2 separate regions of the Danio rerio genome follow, and region 2 is linked to region 1. The links are chromatin contacts, called in public Micro-C maps. All regions are on one chromosome and are shown on one strand. Each heading gives the region's core, a stretch centred on a gene start, on an enhancer-like site or on the middle of the called end of the contact. The rest is flanking DNA. Distances are from core to core; before and after follow the strand shown. Region 1 holds the start of alkbh2 (alkB homolog 2, alpha-ketoglutarate dependent dioxygenase). Region 2 holds the start of shpk (sedoheptulokinase).

The links. A called contact is a pair of places that touch in the nucleus more often than the background predicts.
Region 2: a contact with region 1 is called in a Micro-C map of caudal fin, with 2.1 times the contacts expected there. The contact joins the promoter of shpk here to the promoter of alkbh2 in region 1. A contact is called at or near these places in 1 of 18 Hi-C or Micro-C datasets (caudal fin) and 1 of 4 datasets of contacts at active chromatin or transcription factors (embryo).

The regions. Positions count from the first base shown.
Region 1 is chr5:42,624,484-42,628,622 of GRCz12tu, reverse strand. alkbh2 (alkB homolog 2, alpha-ketoglutarate dependent dioxygenase) reads left to right here and starts at 2,220. Exons shown (of 4, transcript NM_001256684.1): 1 at 2,220-2,327; 2 at 2,799-3,056. The coding sequence starts at 2,807.
Region 2 is chr5:42,928,199-42,932,181 of GRCz12tu, reverse strand. shpk (sedoheptulokinase) reads right to left here and starts at 1,562. Exons shown (of 9, transcript XM_073951313.1): 1 at 1,161-1,562. emc6 (ER membrane protein complex subunit 6) reads left to right here and starts at 950. Exons shown (of 2, transcript NM_200056.2): 1 at 950-1,130; 2 at 1,212-1,932. The coding sequence starts at 1,232. The coding sequence ends at 1,564. The region is part of intron 3 of LOC137495624 (flotillin-2a-like); the gene reads left to right. p2rx5 (purinergic receptor P2X, ligand-gated ion channel, 5) reads right to left here. Exons shown (of 12, transcript NM_194413.2): 12 at 3,820-3,983. It also overlaps LOC141385579.

The sequences.
Region 1 (4,139 bases), core at 971-3,470:
CTGATGGACTTCACTCTGTTTTGTGCACATTACTAGCTGAAGTGGATTGATTACATAAATGCAAACATTTATGCTGCATTCAGGTAAACACGCAATGAATATAATCTTTTGTGCTGGAAAGACGACCATTTAGGGTGACAAAACCATTTGTGAGAAATCTTTCTGTGTTTGACCACAGTTTGTATTTATCAAAGATGACATTATAAATCACAGAATAAAATACTGTGAAATTGAAATTGGCCTCTTTGCAAATTGCATATTTAATAATTATAAAATTACAAATAATTATAATGAAATAAATTGTAATATGTTATAATAAAAAATAATAAATCTGTTTTTAGGATTTCCTTTAACTTATGAATGCACATCATACATCACAAATCTATTCTTTCATGATGATCTGTTATTGTAATACATTTGATCTGTCCTATTTTACTGAAAGCTGCTTATATTACAAAACCAACATTAATTTTAAGGGGAGTAGGTCTAATGTGAGGTGTAGCCTATGAGATTTCTGTTTACTTTGATTTACCTTATAATCCATTCATATGTATATATATATATATATATATATATATATATATATATATATATATATATATATATATATATATATATATATATGTATATATATATATATATATACATTTTTTTTTTTTTTTTGAGTTTGGGAACAGAACTTTACATGTATTTTTTAAACATTTAACAAAAGTATGTAAATGGTTGGCCCCACTAAAAATTTACACTGCCTATAAAAAAACTGTAATTAACAGGTTCCGTATATTGTGATTCACAAGTGTTTTCTGTTTATTTACAGTGGTGAAGTTTTATCTCTGCTCTGTCCACTTTTGACGTTGAAAATTCTGCTGTTTTAACAGAGATAACAGAAAATGTACCAGCAGCTTATTACCAGGTTTTTGTACCATAATTTGTAACACCAGTCCAGACGATTTATCACTTAAATAGTCAGTAAAAGTCAATTTTCACATTTTCCAACATCAAAACCTTTTGAAGGAAAGATCAAAGTCCCAAAACGCAATTCAAAAGCATAAATAAATGAAAAAATTATAAATATGAAAAACTGTAAATTTACTGATATTTTACAGTGTACTTCCAGTGGGGACTTCCCTTTTCTGTCCACACTTTTTTCTTTTTTACAGCGAGCCGTCTTCGTGACTGAGCAAATCTAGGTTTGTTGATGCTTGCTAGCTCTAAAAATAACTTGGGGGAAGTTCTAATGATCCGGTGTTGCGGATGAAACCAATGAAATGCTAGGCAGCAACAGATGACTTTAATGTCAATGTCGAAGAAAAAATAATATGTGAGTTGTTTGATTAATTAGACTAGCCCAGGTCATTTTCTGTCAGACAGAATCTGTCTACACCTGTTGATGTTAGTCTAACGTTTAGGAATATGTGTTGCACAGAGAATTGGTAGAGTGGAATATTTGTTTCATTTACTAAAGGTGGTGAAAGACAGTTAAGAAAGTAATTATCAACATATTCATATACTTTACCTACATATTTTGAGCTCTTTCTGCAATTGACATTACAAAATAGTAATTGAGCACAGCTCATAAGTTTTTATTTATTCATTTATTGGTTGATTTTATTTTTAAATTATATTTAAATGTAATAACTTTTTTCTCTGGATTTTATCACCACAAACCCTAAATGTAAGTAAGTGCAGCAAATCAGATTTTAATTAAATTCCCCATTTATGTCCCCCACTTCTACACACACACACACACACACACACTTATGAACCAAATTTAATTTAAACTTATGGTCCTTTGTTTGTTATTTATAAAAATTAAGTCATGCCCAGTCTCATAACCACATGTAAACATGGTAAGCTAATAACATTCAGAACTTTTAATACACCATTTTTTAAATTAGAAATTCCTGATCAAGACCCGGTCTAACGTTGTTTTTTTTACTAACTCGTGAATGTTTTATATGTAATGTTAAACATTTTGTCGATGTGGGTTCGGAATTTCCACTCACAGAGATAATGTTGGCTTCCTCTGTAGCTGTGAGGTTACGGTTAGACAAACCGCGTTTGAACACTAGTGTAACACCGGAAACATAGGTACTTAAATAACGTTACCAAAGAAGAGCGACTTCATTTATTTATTATAATTTTTTAGCGAATGCTTGTAAAACATTACGACTTTGCGAGTACTGTATGTCACGTGTCGTTTGTAGTGACGTAGGCGTACACTTCCGGATGTGTGCCATTCCAAAACTGGCACAGAATTTGAGCACTAACGTGCAACTGAGTTGGAGGTTTATCTTAACCATCGTTACACCATAAACTCAAACCAGGTAAGAAACCCTCATGAATATTTTCCCAAAGTTTCAGTTTGTAAAATGCACCTGCATAAACTAAGACTCGGACTGCTGTCGTGTCTTACTAACTGCCAACCCCATGGCTGTAATAATTCACATCTTGTTTTGCTTTAGTAACTTACTGCTTTTATTGAAACGCATAATTCCTATGAATTGTTAACTGCGGCTTAGTAAAACACTTCAAGCAGTGGTAACTATTAATTTATAGTAAAATCCGCTGCAGACTCGCTCTGAATAAATCATATGAATTGGATGCTACCAGATCAGTCCAGTTTGCACATAGCCTACATGTCAATGTAAACATAAATGTTTTTGTGTAAAAATGTTTTGGAATTTGGTGAAGCTGTATTATATTTAATTTCCTGAACTAAAAACAAATAAATATAAACACTTATTCACTTAAATTGTATACTTATTTACTTAATGTGTTTTGTCCTCCTCTCACAGATGTTTGAATGGACAAGTTTTTGACTCGGAAGAGAAAAAGATCATCTGAAGAACCAGATGAATGGAAAACAGAGGCGCTGATCAAGAAACCCACAGAGGAGGAGGAATGTGAGGAGGGGGAAGAGGAGTTTTCTAACCCAATTCCCTGGCAGAAGATTGAGGCAGAGGGACTAGACTGTGACTATAGTTTACTTTTCAACAAAGAGGAGGCCGATCACCTTTTCAACCAGCTAGAAGAGGAAGTGGAGTATTTTACAGGTATTAAAGGTGACCTGTTCAGAGCTCGAAAAATTTCTACTTTTTCTCGGGAAGGCACTCTTCACTTTTTGGTAGCCTGAATATAAATTTAAGAAGCTCAAATAGAAAATACATTATTGTATAAAATAATAAGTTTTCAAAGTTTTTATTTATTTATTCATTCATTTTAAATAACCAAAAAAATGATGTTAAGTGAGCATTGTTTCAGGTTATTTTTGCAGCTATAAAGACATTCCAATATGTCAGAGAATTTCTATATATAATATATTTGTTATTTGGGAGGTGGTTGATAATATTCTGGCTTTTCTCCTTTTTATTCAGCAAGTGGATTTGTTGCTGTTGTATCAACAGCACAGCACATACATAATTATCCACTCTGTGAGAAAATGTAAAGGCATTGAAATATATTTTTTCTCTCACTGGCCCACCGAGCAGGTAGAGGGAGACAGGTTTTGGTAGCCCTGGATTTTGCGAGCCCTGCTATTATGCCCCTTTATACTATATGAAAAATAAGTATCTGTGTCACTTATAGATCTAGAGATTATATGTATAAGTTATGAAGTACAATTATACAAAAACTGGTGATATTTAGAGATGGATGCACTATGAACATTATACAGGTTGTTTTAACTATGGACAGAGATTAACAATAGATGAATATAGGTACAGGTTGTTAATAATAATCAGGGAATGCAGATAGATATGAACATGATTACAATTGTATATGTGCAGTGGGTATGTACTATGTAAAATAATTGACCCGGAGCTACATTAGAAATCACTCATGATTCGTCAGCATTTGAAATTCTGTTGTACGGCACTGCGAAAAGGGGCGGGATAAAACAAGATGATTAGACAATAAAAAAAGCAAGCAAGCAATCACTCTAAATTTAAAATTTCTGTACAGAGAGGTCATGTTTTGATACTCGATTGGTCCTTTCCAGTCAATTGATGCAATTTTGCATGTCAGAGTTCACCAAGCTTGAACTTTCCAACGCAGTGATCTGCGAAACTTGTCTGTTTCCAGTCTCACGCATTAGCATGCCTATGAATGCAAGTCTATGGGGAAAAAAGTCCAGTGTG
Region 2 (3,983 bases), core at 313-2,812, 300 kb before region 1:
ACTTTTGTGCAATCCTAAAAATATTTGCAGTAAATATAATATAATAGTAGAGAACACCCTGCATGCTGTCTACTTTGTGATTCTGAACTATCGTCAGTGGTGAATGATCAATCTTGTTTCGAATCTTTTCAGTGAACACACTGAACTGATTCACAAAACTCATGTAAATGATTCATTTAAAAATTACGACAAAATAACTTATTAAATCCGCGTCTCTTCTTACTCCTTGATCAAAAAAACAATAATGTAATAATGTAATGTATTTGAAATAAATTTTGTCGTATGTTTAAAATGATTTCCTGTCACTTTTAATCAACTGAATGTCCTTAAATAAAAGCACATCTGTTTTATCAATCATGAAAAAAGATTACACAAAAATATGAATAACCTTCTGACACTGAATCCTTACTGCAAAATTCAGCTTTGTCATCACGAGAAAAGTGTTTTTAAAGTTTAAAATAGGTTTAGTTTGTTTGAATTATTTTAGCTTTTTTATGTTATTCGTTTTAGTTTTATTGTTTATATTAGTTATTTTAAGTTAAAAGAACATATTTCTAAATTATGATCAAACAATATGAAGCTTTAATCAGTAGAGACTTGTCCGTTTTTTTTCTTTAGTGTGTATTTTGGTCAGTCACATCTAAGAAAAAGTCGCCATGATGTCAGAAAACGCATAGAAATGGAAGCATCGGCCAGTTGTTTGAAGTGAACAGTTCAAAGGAACCGACTCTTGCGAACGATTCCTTCATCTTATCACAAGTTTTGAGCCTTCGCGGATCCCATACACTGGGTGAAAGGTAAATCAAATAAGCAGATATTTAAACTGTAATATTACTTGAAATTATACATCCAAACGCGTACAATTTTACATGTTATTATTTTAAAATTAAATCCGAGTTAATTGTAAAAATAAATAAAACGACATTTTTCATCTCCCATGGTGCTTTGCGAGAAAATGGCTGATGTTGAATGACACAAGCCGTGTTTTATCCAGAACATCTTCCTAAATAACACATTCCTCGCTGTAACAGAGCTCTGATAGTTTGGGATGCACGAGTGTTTGATGTAAACGATGTTTGCTTGAGTCGCGGAGGCAGACGCTCGTGTTCTTCAGTGTTTTCTCTCTAACGGTAAGCGGAGGAGATTTAAACTGAACTCACGGCTTTATGTGATGGTCGATGTTTCAATGCTCTTCTGTTTTTGTCTCTCAGCCTGTTTTTAACATCTCATCATGGCCTCAGTCGCAGCCAAACGCGAGGGTCCGCAGTTCATTAGCGAGGTGTCGGTGCGGGGGAACGGGGCGGTGCTCGACTACTGCCGCACCTCGGTGTCCGCGCTGTCCGGGGCCACCGCGGGCATCCTCGGCCTTACGGGACTCTACGGCTTCGTCTTTTACTTCCTCGCTTCTTTCCTGCTGTCGCTGCTCCTCATCCTCAAAGCTGGTCGACGGTGGAACAAGTGCTTCAAGTCTCGCCGTCTGCTGTTCACCGGGGGCCTCGTCGGAGGCCTGTTCACCTACGTGCTGTTCTGGACGTTCCTGTACGGGATGGTGCATGTGTACTGAAGCTACTCGGACTAGATGTAGGACAGTAACACGATAGAGAGGCCTCTGGGTGGTAGAGAGTGCTGACTGACCTTGTTTTTTATCTTATGTTTAGGCATAGAAATATTTTCTCAGTACTAATTGCACTGAAGGTTTGACGATGTGAGATGTCGGATGATTTCCTCTTGTAGGTTTAGTGTTTTCCTTACGGGACAGGGCTGGTTTGGATGTAGTGTAGGCCAACAAGACTAATGTGTTTTCAGCTTGCTCTCTGTGTAAGATCCGGATAACAAATCAGAGCTGTGTAAAAAATCCACGTCCACTTTAAATCTGTACAAATCACATGGTTTTAATTTATATTCATTGAGGAAAATAAATGATTAACCTCATGCATTCATCTGCCTGGTTTTCTCAAGAATGCGTTATACAAAAGATCTGATTATTTTCTTCGTCACTGAAACATTTTAGTGTCTTTAAATATTTTACCTATGATTAAATTAAAGCTGTTCTATATTTACAGGTATTTTCAGCAGATTGATAAATATAAATAATTGAGTAAATAATCCGCTTTAAATATATTTATAAATGGATCATTTAGAGTTTTTCTCAGTGCTAAAATGACACTTGCAGTTCTTTTTGTTTCAGAATTAGTAAATAAAGGCATAGTTCGCTCAATAAAGAAATCATTTACTTGCCCTTGACTTGCTCTAAATCAATTTGAGTGTTCTGCTCAGTTGATCACAAAAGAAGATATTTTGAAGAATGTTGAAAACTGACATCCATGGCAGGAAAAACAAATACAATGGAAGTTAATGGTTACCAGGGGTCCGTTCTTGGTACCTCGTGTAAATGATCTAATGATTTGACAGATGCGGGATCTTTTAATCTTGATCACTGATCTATGGCTAATTTGGTTCTTCAAACAAATGTGAACAAAATGACATTAAATGCATAGTAAACGGTTTGTTAAATATGACACGCAATAACTTTCCCCCTTTGTTGTCGGCTGCAGGCTTCACACTTTCATGTGTCCAGAGTATTTAGCTATTTATTTAGTTTTACATCTTAGAGTGGATTTTCTTTATTATAGTAGCCGAGGCCTATTCAAGTCTCTTTATCAGCGTAAGGTTTTAAATAAATTTCGCATCAAAAAACATTTTAATATCGATAAGGGTGTCTGCAGCTTTTGCAAAGCATCAAATTACCGACATATTAGCGATCGAGCCATGTGCATGACTGCATGAATTATTAATCCTTCATAAAAAAACAAACAAAAAAACTGTTTAATATTGGTTATGTCTATAATTGTTCAGAAATTGGTCTAAAGTTGGATCGGTACCTTAAAATAGTACGCATGTGTATCTAAAAAACATCATAATAAATGTCCTGATTGAGAACCACCTAATTTTTGTACTTTTATTTACTAAGTTTTATTTATATATACATATTAAAACCTATATGCATATAAACGTAAATATACTTTAATATTACATATTATTAGAAATGATAAATGTGTATATATACACTTTTTTTTTTTTTTTTTACTATTTAACTTTTTCCCCAGTGTATATAACCCTATAGGTTACCACTGTAAGAAAATATCAGCAATCTGTACTTTCAGCATTACCTTTGCTTGAAATGAGCCTCCTCTCTAGCAGGTTTAAACTACCAGAACTGCGGCTATTACAATAACTCTCGGATCAGTTTTGAAGAAGGAAACGATACTGGATTGTGCCAAATCATCAATAACCAAATCCAGCTAATTGAATAATCCACGTACGAATAACGGACCCCAGTTTCCAACATTTTTCAAAATATCTTCTTTTGTGTTCAACAAAAGAAACAGACTTAATTGCAACAAGTGAAGGTTGAGTGAACGATGACAGAATTTTCAGTTTTGAATTAATTTTTTAATTGTTTATTTTATTTATTTATTGTAGAAATTCATATGGGGCATCACAGGTAGCACAATCGCCTCACAGCAAGTAGGTCACTGGTTTGAGGCTAGGCTGGGTCAGATGGCATTTCTGGGTTTGCATGTTCTCCCCATGTTCGCTCCTGTCTGCCCCACAGTCCAAACACATACAAATAAGTTAAATTGGCCATAGTGTATGGGTGTTTCCAAGTGTTGGGTTGCAGCTGGAAGGGCATCCGCTGTGTAAAACTGGATGAGTTGGTGGTTCATTCTGCTGTGGTGACCCCTGATTAATAAAGGGACTTAATAAAGCCGAAAAGAAAATGAATGAATGAATAAAATTCACACTGCAGTACAAATATTTGAAATCGGTCAGATTTTATACAATTTGGGAAAGAAAGTTTTATGCCACAGTTGCATTTATGGGTTAAAAGTTAGCCATGTACTTTTTGTGGAAAACTTTTTTTTTAAAACAGAAATACTCCATAACATTATAAATGTCTTTAGGCATGAGACGATAACTGT